Linked DNA regions of Mus musculus: regions 2 and 3 are each linked to region 1. A link is a contact called in public Hi-C and HiChIP or PLAC-seq data. All regions are on one chromosome and are shown on one strand. Each heading gives the region's core, a stretch centred on a gene start, on an enhancer-like site or on the middle of the called end of the contact. The rest is flanking DNA. Distances are from core to core; before and after follow the strand shown. Region 1 has its middle 15 kb from the start of Gm26204. Region 2 has its middle 28 kb from the start of Fam160a1. Region 3 overlaps Sh3d19 (SH3 domain protein D19).

Region 1 (5,138 bases), core at 998-3,497:
TCCAGCAGTGGGTTGTCAGGGTGGTTCACGGAGAGGCTGGAGAGAAGGAAGCCACGATAAAGCTGCTCACTGTCGAAAGCCACCCTGTCCCAAGCAGCCCCTGTCCCAAGCAGCCTGTGGGATTTTTGTTTTAAAATTAAATGAAAAGTATAAGATATTAATAAGCTTTGAAATAAAGCATCTATGGAAATGAACATCAAAGATGCAGCGACCTGCCGGCAGAGATAGCCATGCTGTAAGGTCACGCACAGCCTCTTTGTTCTCAAAGAAACTTGGGAGACATTATTCAGACTCATCTTTGGAGCACTCTTGGGAAGATTATATCCTGGAAGAAGCCAGAGTATAATGTTTTCACCACTTTCTTGCTTGATTACATTGTCTTTGTGTAACCATTGAAACTAACGATAGGTAACTTTCCAGGAACTTGGTGACAGAAAATGAGAGATGATGATGATGGTGATGATGGATGGTGACGATGACATGACAATGATGACGACAATGATGAGGAATACCCTTTGGAAAAGCCAACACTTAACTAGCATGAAATGATTTCATGTTAGTTTTTCCTGTTGCCTTCAAAAACTCTGTGAAATATTGTATCTCCATTTTATGTATGTGGACAGTTTATAAGATCCATGCTAAAAATAGATACATTGAACAAGGCTGAAGCATTCCAAATATATGGGATTTGTGATTCATTAGCTTGAGCTCTGCCTAGAACGATGAAGGAAATTTTTATCATGGAACAAAAACAAACATCAGGATATATCAATGCCTTCCTGTGTGTGGACATAGCTAGAAAGCATATACATTTGTCAGAAATTTTTATGTTGTAAATGACAAAGCTCGAATAAAAATCACTTAGAAAAAACAATAAAAGGGAGGATAGGCTGGCTCAGGAGTGGAAAGGGCTGAGGGTAGATGGTTAGCCTTAAGGTTCAGCTATGACTGAGTCCAAGGGCAAGTTTAGCTCCATGAAAGTAAAGTCATATCTTGGATGCACGGTGCAGGACAGGAGTGGCCAGGGTTGTCCTGAGCCAGGGTAGGAAGCTCACATACCTCAAGTGACAGACTTGGGTAGGGAGCCAGCAGTTTCCATGGGAACATCAGTTGCTTTTAGAAGAAAGAATGGTTGGTAGACATCAAGCCTAGCAGATCTCTACAACCAGTCCTGCCTTCAAGGCGTGCTCCCCCTGCCTCAGAAATTCTTACTCTTAGAACTATGTCTTTATGACTTGAGCCTCAGGAGTTCTCTTCAGTACTGTAGATATTCTGAGGCAAAGGTTTGCAATGCCGGTGGTATATTAGAGTCACGTGGGTAGCCAAAAACTCTTTTGGGAATGTGGGTGTCTGAGCTCACCATCTTAAGCTCATCAATGGGCTGGCGGTACAGCATCAGTTGTAGACCGCTTTCTTAGCTTTCCTGAGGCCATGGGTCCATATGCAGTACTGAAAAAGGAAGCAAGCAAACAAAACCATCCACACTCCAAACTTTGACCCTACTGGAAGAGTTTGAAAGGAGCAGTACTTTGTGCACAGTTGAGAGCCTATCTCTCGGACCTTCCTTCTCCTCCCTTGCTCTTTCTTCTTGATGTCAGTGTCTGTGGCCATTTAGTAGTTGCCTCAGGAACACTGACAGAGCTAAGTATAACGGAACTGCATGAAGAGAATGTATTGTATCATACACCACCTTGTTCCGGGTTTCTGCACACTAGATTTCTACTGTGTCACTTTGGGACTTACTGTCTCCAAGATATGAGAAAGGATGGGTAACGTGAGGAACCTTTCCAGCCCTGTAGGGGAGGAGATCGGATTGTGGGGCAGGACTGTTTACAGTCCATGTAGCATGTGGAAGACAACCAAACCCACTGGAATCCAAAGAATGCCGAGCCTTAGGAGTTCTTGCTAGCATGTGGAAAGTCCCACAGAGAAGAATAATCTCCACTTGTTTGAGGGCTTCCTTCAATATGACTAAAGGACGGTGTGGGGGAGAGGGCGGGCGCTACAGCTGGGTAGGTTTTTGTTTGTTTTAGTTAAATGCTCAAGGCACTAAAGTAGTGTTTATTACAAGGGAAATATCACACAGACTATCAGTTTGGGCTTGTAAATTTCCAATTTGAGAGTTGAAGGAAAATGGTCACAGTTTTAAATTGGATTTAAAAAATCGGTCAGGAAAGGAATCTAAGCAGCTTTGCTGAGGCCTCCGTGCTGCAGTACCACCCATGGCCACAGGGATGCAGTGCAGCTCAGCAGACAGTAGGAACCCTGGAGAGGCGGGTTCCAGGGAATCCTCGCTAGGGCAGTAAAAACCGACCTCCTGGAACCAGGGGGAAGACATTCTTTATCCCTGCCATCCATGTCGCCCCTCAGTTCTAAGCTCTGTGGTTTATTAAACGACAGTTACTACAGGCTTATTGCACGTTCCCTTACTCCAGTGCGCAGTGGTCTTGCCTTGGGAAAAATTTCGAAGTAATAGAAATATCTAATGATGAAGGGCTGGTAAAATGACTTGCTAAATGTTCATACAAAAGAAAACAGTGCAGCTATGTAACTGTGTTCCAGACATTATTTTAAAGGCAGGGAAAATGATAAACGAGAATAAATTTTGTAAATAAATAAATAGCCCGTTATGGTGACAAATTTGTAACCCCCTGTACTCAGGGGGCTAAGTAGGGCAGGGGGATTACAAGTTAGAGACTAGCTTGTGTCTCACAATGGGACTTTATCTAAAAAAGAAAAAAAGAAGTGTGTGTGTGTGCCTGGGAATTGAGGAGGTGGCTTAGCTAGTAAAGTGCTTGCCGCTAAGCACGAGGACCTGAATTTGGAAAGCAGGGCGCTGTAACCCTAGAGCTGCAGAGGCAGACGGGAGGATCCCTGGGGTCTGCTGGTCAGCTCGCTCTAGGTTCAGCAAGACCCTGGCTCAGAAGCTAAGGTGTCAGGTAGTTAAGGTAAGTCACTCCCATGTAAACCTCCATTTCATGAATGCCCGAAAAATAGGCATATGTGTGCCCACAAATACCCACCCCCGCAGTCAAACAACGACAATAACAAAAGCAAAGTCCAGATACCCAAACGATTTGAGATTCTAGTGTTCTTAAAGTGTTTAAGAGGCACATACACATAATAAAATCTCTAATTGGTAGACTTATTGTTGAAGTCTAATTTTCCTCTTATGTTTTATAATTTTATAAAATAAGAAACAAAAGCACTTTTATAGTTAGGAGAAAATTATTGAGGAAAATAACGGAACAGATGGATATCCAGTCTTGCACGTGAAGAAGAGGACAGATCCTAGCTAGCTGAGGCTGGAGATGCTTGCTGTATTGGCCCACGTTTGCTGACTGATAGGCTGGCTCGCCCTTAATGTTAGCCAGGGATGGAGAAGCCGACTCAAAAGGCCTTGGAAAGAGCATTTCAACAAATCACTAATTAGTCGTAATTATATGTGATTATTGACTTTCTTATGGATTTAAAATTTCCCTGTAGTAAGCACACACAGTTTATTTAAAATACTTACAAATAGAAGTATATATGCAAATATTGGCTATTGAATTGTCACTTATATTTTCCTTTAGTTTAGTCTTTGCACTTATTTTCTTAGCATTGACTTTATGAAGCTATCAAGTGAGCCATCTTGCAGTGCCCTGCTCTCTAAATTTGCCTGACTATTTCTCGAGGTGCCCTTGAATACACCAGATGTATTTCCTGGAAACAGGAAATTAAGCCATAGGCAGGAAGAGATTCAGGTCACATTTTTTTTTTTTTTTTTTTTTTTTGGGCAGGCGTATGTGCTGGGAAATGCTGTGTACGTCATAATTTATGCTATTGGGAGTCATAGCAGGTTGTCCCAGTTCAGGGTCAGTCCGTGGTCACTTGGCCTCATGCCATTGGACAGAACATGCTCACAGGAGACTATGCTAGGAGAGGCTCTTCACCACCTGGTGGATAGTAAGCAGAAAGACAAACAGACACATTACTTTTGTTGTTGTTGTTTGTTTGTTTTTAGCAACAAGGTTTTTCTGTGTAGCCTTAGAAAGTCTCTTTGTTATTTTTGAGATTATAATATAATTACATCATTTCCCCCTTCTCTTTTCTTCCCTCCACCTCCCCAAATGCCCCTCCTTGCTCTTTTTTCATTAATTGTTGTCACGTGCATATTCATCTATATTCCTAAATACAACCCTCTCAGTCTGTATAATGTGACTTATATGCATGTGTTTTCAGGGCTGGGCATTTGGTGTTGGACAACTAATTGGTGTGCTCTTCCTTCCTGGGGCAGACCCTATCTCCCACTCTCAGCCTCCCTTAGATGCCTGCAGCTCTGTGTAGGGTTGAGGCCTCGTGGGCTTTTCCCTGTCCACTCTGGCCTGCCTGCTGTCTTTGTTCAGCTAACATTTACGCAGCTGGTGGGATTTGATGGGTGTAGATTCTGACATGAGAGACACAGTCTCACAGCAAAGTTCCTGCTCCTGTGGCCCTCGTAGTCTCCCCCATGACTAACATCTCAAATGAGAACTGGTACCAGGTGGTGGTATGCTTGGTCGGTTGGTGAACCAATGTTGATGGATTATTATTACAGTTCCAGCTCACTCAGGGCTCAGTCTTTGTGTGGTATGTTCTATGAGCGCTGACAAAGGATACAACAATCACATGTATGTACCCTTGTATTATCTTACTAACAAATGGCCAGACAGGTTTGATTTATCTAACAATCTGTAGTATTGATTTTTGTATATTGATCTTACATCCTAAAACCCTGCTAATTCTACTTGCTAATTGGAGAGGCTTTCTTACAGATTCCACTCCATTTTCTATGTACAGGAGCACTCTCTGCTGTAAGAACAGTTTTACTCTTTGTTCTGAATCCTCAAACACATTATTTCTTTCCGTCTTTCTATTTTTTTTTCTGAGACAGAGTTTCTCTGTATAGCCCTGGCTGTCCTGGAACTCACTTTGTAGACCAGGCTGGCCTCAAACTCAGAAATCTGCCTGCCTCTGCCTCCCAGGTGCTGGGACTAAATGAGTGCTCCACCACGCCCCCTGGCCGATATTTTCTTTATTTACATTTCAAATGTTATCCCCTTTCCCGGTCTCCCCTGAAACTCCTATACCCTCCCCATCCCCCTGCCTCTATGAGG
Region 2 (5,138 bases), core at 1,220-3,719, 150 kb after region 1:
ATACAGCAAACAAACTTTCTCTGCTACATGCAGATTTGAGGAAGGCACCGAAGCAGGTCGCTATTGGGTGCACATCCAGGGTGCTTGGAGAAACCCATCAGCCATTCTGCTGCAATACAGAACTCACGTACGTATTTAAACTAGGCGGCGTGAAATGGAACAAATTGGGCCATAAGCCAGGCAATACAATAACTGCTAAATGGGCAGGCATCCTAAAAGTGCTGTAGGGAAATGACATGTTGCTAGAGACCAGACTAGAAGGTGGCATTGTGGCATGTGTCAGGGCTGGGAGCTTGCCAGTCTGACTGTCATTTTCTGAATTATTTGGGTGGAGATATGGAGGGAAGTGTTGCTTTTAAGTTTGGTTGTTGTTTGTGGAGTTGTTTCAAGGATGCTGGGTAGTGTTTATTCTCTCCTTCCTTCATCAAAATTTATCACAAAGATAAAAGCAGCAAATGTGGCTCCCTTTCTATCTTAGGAAATATTCCTGTCATTTTTTTTCTTCACTCAAAGGAAGATAGAAATCATAAAAATACTAGCAATTCTGGACTTTGGAATTGTACATTGTGGAATTTTTTATTATGTTCTTTTTCCCTTTTGGACACAGTCTCATGTAGTTTAGTCTGATGTTACACTCACTGTGTTGCTGAGGATGAGACCTGCCCACTCAACAACAACAACTACTACTACTTCTTCTTCCAAAAAAAAAATAAATAAATAAATAAAATATTTATTTATTATTATATCTACACTGTAGCTGTTTTCAGATGCACCAGAAGAGGGTATTAGATCTCATTACGGATGGTTGTGAGCCACCATGTGGTTGCTGGGGTTTGAACTCAGGTCCTTCTAAAGAGCAGTCAGTGCTCTTACCTGGCAAGCCAGCTCACCAGCCCCCCACTTATCTTTTAAGTGCTGGGATTTCAGGCTTACGCTACCACCTGGCTCAGGGGCTGCTGGGGGCTGATTTAAGGCTGTGCCTATAAGGCCAGCACTCTATCCACTGAGGCACATCTTCAGCCCTTCATGGAGCGTCTTAAATATGTCATTCACTCACAGTAGATGGTTTGCAGCCTCCCCAGCATACACCAGGTGGTCCTTTCGGCAGCCCTCCGTGGGAAGTATCTTTATTTAGCCTTTTTCAACCGAAGGAATCGTCTAGTCTTCCCTGCCCATCCGGTGAGGGTTAACAAAGAATTTCAGTGAATGCTTCTCTGCTCCCTGTGGCCTCTTTCCCAGGTGGGCAGAGGCTTCCCACCCACTTTATCTCAGGTCACAGAGAACAGAGAAAACATCCTGTGACCTGGATAGTAGGAAGCTTATTGTAAGATCCTAGGCAAAGACAGCAGCAGGCTCTAGAAAGGACAAAGGCTGAGGGGAACTGGACACCCAGGGGCTAGGATCAGAGGCTGTTGGATCCCAACAAGTTAGTTCTCCAGCTGCAGTTGTCATCCCTCCTCGTACCCAGCTACGCTCCGAACTGCTGGCTGCCTCACCCTTATCTGCTTTACTGCTTGCTACCAGGTCACTTGACCGCTTAGATTTGAACTAGGAATGTTGATGACGAAGCCAGTGGATCACCATCTCTGAGATTCAAGCATACTGCAGACTGGTGACCAGCTTAGAGTGCTTTGATCATGTTCCCACCCTGACTTTCTCTGGTTCTGTTCCATTTGGCTAGCAGGTTGAGATCATGTATTGCTCTAGTGCAGAAAATCATTGTTTAAGGCTGACCCCAAGCAGTGGCTAGAAATCTGACTAGTGCCCAGAAAATGGGGCCATGGCAGGACATTGTATGGCCCCAGTGAAGAGAGTACTATTATGCCCACAAGGTGCCAGTAAGGTAGAGCTTGTTATCTCCATTTTGAAACAGCAGAAATTGGGGCCACAAAAGGTTAAGTACTTTGCCTAAAGCTACAGTCTTTGTAGGGAGCAGAGCTGGGATTTAAGGCCAGATTTATTTGGCTTCACTAGATTATAATGTGTTTTTAAACACTGGCAGATCAGGGCTGGGTTGTAGCATCATGATAGCACTGGACTTTGCAGCTCTTGGAGAGATGGGCCCTATGATCTTGGGGCTCTTGTTGGTGGCTGACTCCTGGGGTGGTGTTTCATTTTCTCATCTCCAGAAAAAACTCTTCTCACAAAGATCTCACATTTTCTGTTGTTGAGAAGAAATGGTTAAATCTCAGTGCTTTTGGAGTGAATATGTCCTCACAATATCACAACATAATTGGGGTCGGGAGGGGAGCTCTCCCCCTGGTAAGTCGCCATCTGCGGCAGGTGTTCTGGTGGCCTGCAGTCATCTGCCAGACTCTTCGTGCTTAGGGTTCTACTGTGCTTTCCAGAACACCATGCCTGGAGGCCAGGACAGCACTTTGGGCTTTGATGCAGAGCAGGCATGCAGTACTTGTTTGAATAACTAGATAGATAAGTGCACCCTGTAGTTCCCCCAAGAGCAGCCTTGGTGAGTCACCCTTTCCTCACGCCTCAGTCTCGCCTGCTGTTCTCCTTGTTCAGGGGTCACAGCCCTGTGTGAGAAAGTACTCTTTATCTCTGCCTATTTGGACTCACTCATGGGGGGCGGCATTCATCTTGTGTGATTTCTGCTGTTAATTCTGCACATCACCATCTGGGGAGGTGCCTGCAACAGACAGTCTCTCCTCCTTCTTGCTCCTGCTGTCTTTTAACCAGGGCTCGTTGGTGGCACAGAGCTGATTAGGGGTTTGGGAGCCTGATGGACCAGGGGTCAGTCCTTCACCCTGTTGATTTTGAGCTGGGTAACTTTGTAAATTACCATCTCAGAGCATAAAGTAGTGTTAAAAAAAAAAAAAGCACTTAGTGTAATGTGTGACTCAAGAAAGCTCCGATGTTGCCAATATTACTACAATAACCATCATGGCAACTGCTGCACTTCTTTCCCTGGCCTGTTGCTACTCCTTATTCCTAAAGGGGGCGCTCTTAACTTTGATCTGCAGTAGTATAGTCTTGGACTGCAGCGTTAATCCATGGACTTTTTGTTTATATTCTGTTGTCACCCTAGGATTTGAAGCATTTCAAGTGTTATAAAGCAAATTTTGTATGAAGATAATTATCATGCTTCTAATGTAGAGGGGAGCTGAGGTGCTTTAATTAATGATGTGCCAGATACCCTTTCAAATAGGGTGAAGTATAATTTTTAAGGCCTTCATCTACTTGGCCATAATTAGGGACATTTGGAATGCTCCAGCATAATGTCTGCTGATCTGCACACTTTCATTAAGCAATCAGGACGGAGTGACCCAGTGGCCAGACTTGCATGGGATCAGGTCCCATCTCTTGAGGTGGAAGAGCCTGCTATGCTTTTCTCACAGGCCTGCTTTTTCATAGCCTTTACCCGTGTTCCTTGTCCACCTGTAATAATGTTGTGTGCTTTTTTTCCCCCGTTGAGGCTCTGATTGTTTTTTATAGAATCCCAACGTTGCATCTATCTTTTTGCATTCTGAACCAACTTGACTGTATCTGTTAGAAAACAACCCTGTGCTGAATACATTAGTGCACGCCTGGGTTCCCTGCCCTAGAGACTGGAATAGGAGAATTGTGAGTTTGACACCAGCCTGGGCTATACATTGAGACCATGTCTAAAACAAATTAAAGTTTTTATATGATATATAAGTTTTCCTATTGTAACAAGTCATAGTCTAAGGGAGAAGCTCAGTCTATGGCTTGGTGCTCTTCACATTTGGAGTAGATCTCCTCTCCTCTGTCAGACCTTGCTGGAAACACACACACACACACACACACACACACACACACACACAGAGGTGGTGTGTCCATGGTGATAACCATCACAATCGGCATTGATTATTTTATAGATGTTAGAGGTAACTAGTTACTGAAATCAAAAAGTGAAGTTAGAGCCATGGAACCTAGAAGAAAAGGAATAGAGTTAAAAATGTGAGAGCTGGGATCACCGTTGGTATCCTGTCTAACCTCCACTTTAGACTGAGCTCAGTAAGAACAGGGGCAATGTATGGCTTCTTCAGTATTGGATTCCTTGGTGGGCAATTGGAGGCCCACTGATCTATAAATAGATTTCTTTAGTAACTACAGAGATGGAACCTGGATTTCCCAGGCCTGGTAAGAGATGTATTAAGAAGGAAGTATGGTAACGAAAGCATGAATTTTGCTTGCTGTTAATTCATATGGAAGAAACAAACTGTGTAGACACTTGGCATCACAGAAATCCATGCCATGCGATTGCTTTCAGAAAGAGGCCTTTCAGGGCTGAGAGGGCTCTGTGAGTGCTAGCATTGCAAAGCCCGACGGTCAGCTTCTACCTTTGGGAGCCTCATAAAATAGGACGGAGAGCACGAACACTACAGAACTGTCTGTGATGTCAATTGGCACCATGGCAGGCCAAAGCTCCACCCAATAATAAATATACCAAATATTCCTTTTTAATGCCTGCCTATTTTACAGTTCTCCCCTGTTGGATTTCGCTGTTTTTTTCTTGGTTTTGACATTTAACTGCTTAAACCAGGGCAGCTTTTCAAGTTCAGAATCTTCATTAATTTTTCCTTTTCTACCTGAGGTTTATAATTCCTGTCCTGAATCCCAGTAATTTTAAAGGTCCTTTTTCCTTGCTGTTAGTCTAAGATTATGCAATTTTGAGTTCATTACCATCATCAGATCCTTTATATGTCATGTGAATTGAAAGGTGTATCTCAGATGTTTTCTGTTCATCAATTTTGATCTCCTTCCTTTCCCTCATCTCCTGTCTTTTCAGTGGAGGCCAGGAGAGCAGGTTCTTTCTAATGAGGAGAGGGGTACCCTCAACCATAGCAACTGGCTCATGACTGCTGAAAATGGTGGGAAGAAAGAGCAGGGGCCACTTGCTAAAGCACTGGACCATTTATATGAGAGCGCCAGCTTTGGGTCTGTGAAGGGATCTACAGGATGCATTGCCTTTAACTCACTGGAACACATATCATAACTTCCAATTACATGGGTGTCTAGAAAAATTAGTTTTGAAAACCTTTATAGTATTCCTGCAGACCTATTTACCAATCTACCATAATTATTTATTGACCACATGCCATGTGACCAGGCCTGGCCAGCCCCTGCTCAGATAGAATAGTAAAATTTGGCCTAGGGTT
Region 3 (5,138 bases), core at 1,638-4,137, 130 kb before region 1:
CGAGGCTCAGGCCCTGTGATCTACTGTTGTTACATATGTAAAGTGGCTGAACTGAGTCCAGAAGTCTACGGCCCAACCTCAGTCCTGCCATACTCACTGTGTGAGCATATCATGCCAAGTAATGCCATTTCTGATACTATCAGGTAGTCTGATATTATCGGAGTGGATGACCTCTAGTCTAACTACAAAGTTTAAAAATTATGACATTTAAAACTGTAAGATTCAGTTTAAGTCTTCTCTCTCTCTCTCTCTCTTTGGTATTATGAGACAGGAATTTAAGTCTTCTTAATGCAAAACAATGACACAATCCAACACGAGCCAAGAGGCTCAGCCTTCATATTTATTAACTTCTAATTCTAACAAACAAAGGCCAGTGTAAATGTCCTTTAATTCAACCCAGACTTAAAAAGTAGTTATGATCTCACTTTACAGACAAGAAGGTTTATGTAGTTTGAATGTTCAGAGTCTTAGAGCCAGTGACGGAGGAGGAAGCCAGGGTTTGACTTTACTCCGGCTCAAAGCCCGAGTGCTTTTTGTGTTTCACCGCCTCACAGGAAGTCCACGCCTAACTGTGTGTGCACACCTACACACAGAGACCATCTTATAAAAGTATGGATTAATTGCCAAGCAGCCAAGAGAATCTGTTGTCTTTCAGTGAACATCCTATAGGCTAGAAGACTTAAATCTGAGGTGACAATGGAAGAAAAGACGGAAAGTGGAAGAAAGACTACCTTGAAGGGTATAAAGGGACGGGACATACAGTAACTAGTCAGCAGAGCACTTGCCTGGCCTGCACAAGGGCCTGGGCTTAGTTCTCAGCAGTGCATAGACTGAGCTTGGTTGGTATGTGGGAGGTAGAGGGTTGAAGATCAGAGTCCAACATTATCCTTGGCTACAGGGCAAGTTCAAGGTCAAGTCAAGTCAAGTCTACAGACCTTGTCTTGAAGAAAAGATTGATTGCATTTTGTTATAAGAAATCCTACATGAAAAATATTTTAAACTGTTGCTGGTTTAAGAAAACAAAATAACAACGATGTCTACTGTTCACTGAGGCAAGCGTCTGCTGCCACTGCCCATACGGGAGGCAGGCAGGCAAGTGATGCATCTTCCTGTAGGAGAGGGAGGGCGACAGGAGGGGTCTGGTTTGCCTGTAAACACTTTAAAACTCCATTCTGCTCTGTTTTCCTAATGTATTCATGGCATCCAAATCCATTTCAGAGTAAAACCTACAGTCTGGGAGAGTTTTAAAGCCTGTATTAAAAACGCCAGAAACGCCTTTGTTTCTAAGTTGCAATATTGCTGCTGTTGCTTCTTTTAATGGAATCATATCATCATGTGAGGCTGAAACAACCTGAAACCTCCTTAAGCTCTAAAGAAATGATGAGTTTTATTATGAGCATGCAAAGTTTATCTCTAGACTTCTTACAAACAGAAAAACACACACACATGAGGTGCGGCATTGGAGGAAAACGAGCCTTCCCACTTTTGAACTCCTCTCATTGTTTCTGTCTCATCTTTAAGCTTGGACTCTGCCTGCATCTGCACACACGTGCCAGCAATCCCAAGTCTAATGACTTTCAAGCCTGGAATAAAGCTAATTTTAAAGCTCTGAGTCTTCTAGCTTAAACTTGATTAAAGACTTGATTAGCAAATCCTGCAGGTTAGAGGTCCACCAGCTACATGCGGAAGGTGTGGGATCATGGGAGAGCCTGGCTCAAGGTGCGTGCCTGTGCTTCTCTGCTGGGCCTGGTGAAAGAGTTCTCAGAGAAACAAGCAAAGCACTAGCTGCAAGCAGCCTCCCTCCATCACTGCATGGGGTCAGCCTTTGTGACAGTTATCACCACATTGCTCAAAACCACCTAAACAATACCCCTAACAGGCTGGAGAACCCACACGGGGTCATTCCCAGAGTGACTCCTAAGATCTGAGTCCAGAAAGTATCTGATAATGTTTAGTGTCTTTTCTCCAAGGGTGTGTGTGTGTGTGTGTGTGTGTGTGTGTAGTCATTCTGTGTGTGGATTGAGTGGCGGTGAGGGCTTATTTCCAAAGGAGTGTGTGTGTGTGTGTGTGTGTGTGTGTGTGTGTGTGTGTGTGTGTAGTCATTCTGTGTGTGGATTGAGTGGTGGTGAGGGCTTATTTCCAAAGGAATGTGTGTGTGTGTGTAGTCATTCTGTGTGTGGATTGAGTGGCGGTGAGGGCTTATTTCCAAAGGAATGCAATCAGTTTCCTACGAAGTGGCCTGATTATACAAAAATCAGAATAAATGCAGAAAACCAAATCTTGAACTTTTTTTCAAGTAGCCTAAGAAAACATCTTATCATCAAGTCAAAAACCACACAGTTCCTTACAACCCAGCACTTCTGGTCCAGATTAAGCAAAGCACAGCAGCCGTGTACTGCCCCAGGCTCTTTTTATTATGTAGAATCTTATCGTGATCAGGCACCTGTCTCAAAACGGCAGGACTCTTCAGGACCACAATCAATATTAACTGTGCGGCTATTTATGACAAAAATGGACAAACAGCAATATCAACATTTTCTGACTTAGAGAGACGCAGAGTCCTGTCCTTGAGAAGCATTAATGACATCAAAACTCATGTAAGTGGGCTTAGTGGGCTTCTCCCAAGGTCCAAAGAGACGATGATGGCCAATTTTATGTATCAGTGTGGCTGGCTACAGTCTTCAGTGTTCAAATACAAATTTACATGTTCCTCTGAAGGCATTATATAGATAGGTTAAAAGCTGTTAATACTGGGAGGTTAGCTGTAAACAAGTCCAGATGGGCCTGGTTCACTCAACTGGAATGCCTCAAAGGGAGAGTAAGGCTTCTGGGGCGGAGAACTCTACTCAGGGGCAGCACCCTTGTAGCTGCGTCAGTCTGTATGGGAGAGTGCCAACTTGCTTCCCTCGAGGCCTGCCCTTTGGCTCTTCACTTGCTTAGTCAGCTCCTACAATACTCTGAGAGAGTCTCTGCAGTCTCTTCTCCCTTTTTGTAAAAGCTCTATTATGTTATTAATTCTGTACATGTGTGTGTGTGTGTGCATGTGCATATGTGCACTCCAGTGCTCTCGGAGGCCAGAGGCATTGATTCTGGAGTCATAGGTGCCCGTGTATCATCCAAGGTGGGTACCAGCAATTGAATTCTGGTCTTCTGCAAGAGCAGTATTCACTCTGAACTGATAAGTCATCTCTTTCCCTTCCCAATATAGCTATTAATACAGATACATATATTACTGGGCCTGTTTTGCTGACAAATATAGCAACTAGGGAAGTACCACAAACTTAAGAGGTAGACACTACACTTAGCCCTGTTTGCAGCAGAACCTGAAGTAAAGAAAGACCAAACTTGCCCAGGAAACCCAGCTCCTAAACAATGTGGCCAGGATTTGAATTCAGGCAGCCTGAACAGTGGCTCCATTCTACAGTCCCTTGGAGAACGGTTCTACCATTAAGGGGGCGCTACACAGTTGCAACAGGGCTTTAAAAGCTCATTTCAGAACAACCTAAAAAGTTTCCTTAACTTGAACACACATGGGTCCTATTTCAGATACAGGCCGGAAAGTATTGATTAGGAGTCTGAATTAAAATTTACAGGAACGGATAACAGAGGTGGGTGTGAGCGTGCTTCTAATAAATGTGAGTTATACTGAGATAGAATGTGTGTGTTTGGGAGATGAGAGATGAGAAAGACTGAATCCATAGCCTTACAAAATGATATGTAAGTACTCAGCCACTGAGCTACACCCTCACAAAAACCAATATTCTTGTTATTTTCTTCTGCTACACCCATAAATAATGCAGGGCAAAGGAACAGCTATTTATTTATTTATTTATTTATTTATTTATTTATTTATACAGTGAGAATGCAAACTTTTGGGAAACCCGCTGGGCAGCACAGATGCTCTTTGACTGTAATAGGTCATATCCAGTAAATCTATTGTAAATTGAATGGTCATAAGATGAAATGCTTTTTAAACCATCTAAGCGGGCTGAAGGGGAAACACTTGGAATAAAAGTGTGCAGATCCAAGTTTAATCCCGGGCTCCTGTGGGGAGGTGGGAGGCAGAGACAGGAGAGTCCCCAGGAGTTCCCAGCTATCTTCTGATCTCTACATGCTCACACACTTGCACACAAATATAAATGCATACGTGTGTGTGTGTGAACGTGTGCACACAAACACCCCCCTCTTCTAACCTGTTAAATATTACTGCTTAGCCTTATCTGAAAAGTTTAAGTCAACTCATTATATCAATACACACGGAGTCCTAAACGGCTCATTTGTACTTTTTGCTCTGTTAATTTCACTATGAGGAATTTATTATAAGAGATTATCAGAGGTGGACGACAAAGTGCAAATAAAAGACTGTTGGGAGGTGGAGAGATGGCTCAGCGGTTAAGAGCACTGACTGCTCTTCCAGAGGTCCTGAGTTCAATTCCCAGCAACCACATGGTGGCTCACAAAAAACGGTAATAGGATCTGATGCCCTCTTCCAGTGTGTCTGAAGACAGCTACAGTGTATTCATACACATAAAATAAATAAGTAAATCTAAAAAGAATTTACAGGCCTGTTCACAGCACTGTTTATTAACAGAAAGAAGCTAGGCGTGCTCAGGAGGGCTGAGGCTGGAGCACTGAGTTTGAGGCTGCGCGGTGAGACCCTATGGAAGGAAGAAAGGACAACGAGGGAGAGAGTGGGAGTAGCTGAACAGCAGCTAACAGGAGGGTCAACCTTGGGTAAACTACACCTGCAAGATGGAATACTACCAAGGAGTATGCTGTGGGGAAATGCTTACAGGCTACTGCTTTGTGAAGAACCATGTTAACAGATAATATAACGAGCATTCACAGTACACTAACATTAGCTACTATTGAACTGTTACTGATAAGCCTTTTTCTTGATTTTTTGTAGGCTTTCTACAGCATTTTTTATTTTTATAAAAAATTTTAACCATAATCTTAAGAATATGTATTTGAAGTGGGAAAAAAAATCATGAACTAATGAAATAAAAGCAACAGTTTTAAAATAGCATACTTATGAACCTCTTTCCATATTAAAGTCATAATCTATTTGAAAAGATAGAATCATAAAAATTACATTAAAATGTAATAATGATTAACTATGGGTAGGTATGATTAGA

The links. Hi-C and Micro-C count contacts between places; a contact is called where the count stands out from the background. HiChIP or PLAC-seq counts read pairs in DNA pulled down with a chosen protein or histone mark.
Region 2: a FOXA1 HiChIP or PLAC-seq map of pancreatic cancer cells shows a contact between it and region 1. The contact joins two enhancer-like sites. A contact is called at or near these places in 2 of 39 promoter capture datasets (the 3T3-L1 cell line and hippocampal neurons), 1 of 15 datasets of contacts at CTCF or cohesin (the NIH/3T3 cell line), 16 of 484 Hi-C or Micro-C datasets (the AtT-20 cell line, the C2C12 cell line, the HL-1 cell line and 10 more) and 1 of 115 datasets of contacts at active chromatin or transcription factors (pancreatic cancer cells).
Region 3: a Hi-C map of adipose-derived mesenchymal stem cells shows a contact between it and region 1, with 2.3 times the contacts expected there. The contact joins two enhancer-like sites. A contact is called at or near these places in 14 of 484 Hi-C or Micro-C datasets (the HL-1 cell line, adipose-derived mesenchymal stem cells, embryonic fibroblasts and 5 more), 1 of 115 datasets of contacts at active chromatin or transcription factors (embryonic stem cells) and 1 of 9 other capture datasets (adipose tissue).

The regions. Positions count from the first base shown.
Region 1 is chr3:85,921,275-85,926,412 of GRCm38.p6, reverse strand. No RefSeq gene overlaps it. Among named protein-coding and RNA genes, the nearest start is that of Gm26204, 15 kb to the right of the region's middle. Within about 2 kb of position 2,247, at least 76 of the 459 cell types and tissues checked have an H3K27ac peak or open chromatin away from gene starts, as enhancers often do. A contact at or near this core is called in adipose-derived mesenchymal stem cells and pancreatic cancer cells, where this site is marked.
Region 2 is chr3:85,771,427-85,776,564 of GRCm38.p6, reverse strand. It overlaps a transcript of Fam160a1 not described here. Among named protein-coding and RNA genes, the nearest start is that of Fam160a1, 28 kb to the right of the region's middle. Within about 2 kb of position 2,469, at least 18 of the 459 cell types and tissues checked have an H3K27ac peak or open chromatin away from gene starts, as enhancers often do. A contact at or near this core is called in pancreatic cancer cells, where this site is marked.
Region 3 is chr3:86,054,615-86,059,752 of GRCm38.p6, reverse strand. The region is part of intron 2 of Sh3d19 (SH3 domain protein D19); the gene reads right to left. Among named protein-coding and RNA genes, the nearest start is that of Gm25188, 43 kb to the left of the region's middle. Within about 2 kb of position 2,887, at least 57 of the 459 cell types and tissues checked have an H3K27ac peak or open chromatin away from gene starts, as enhancers often do. A contact at or near this core is called in adipose-derived mesenchymal stem cells, where this site is marked.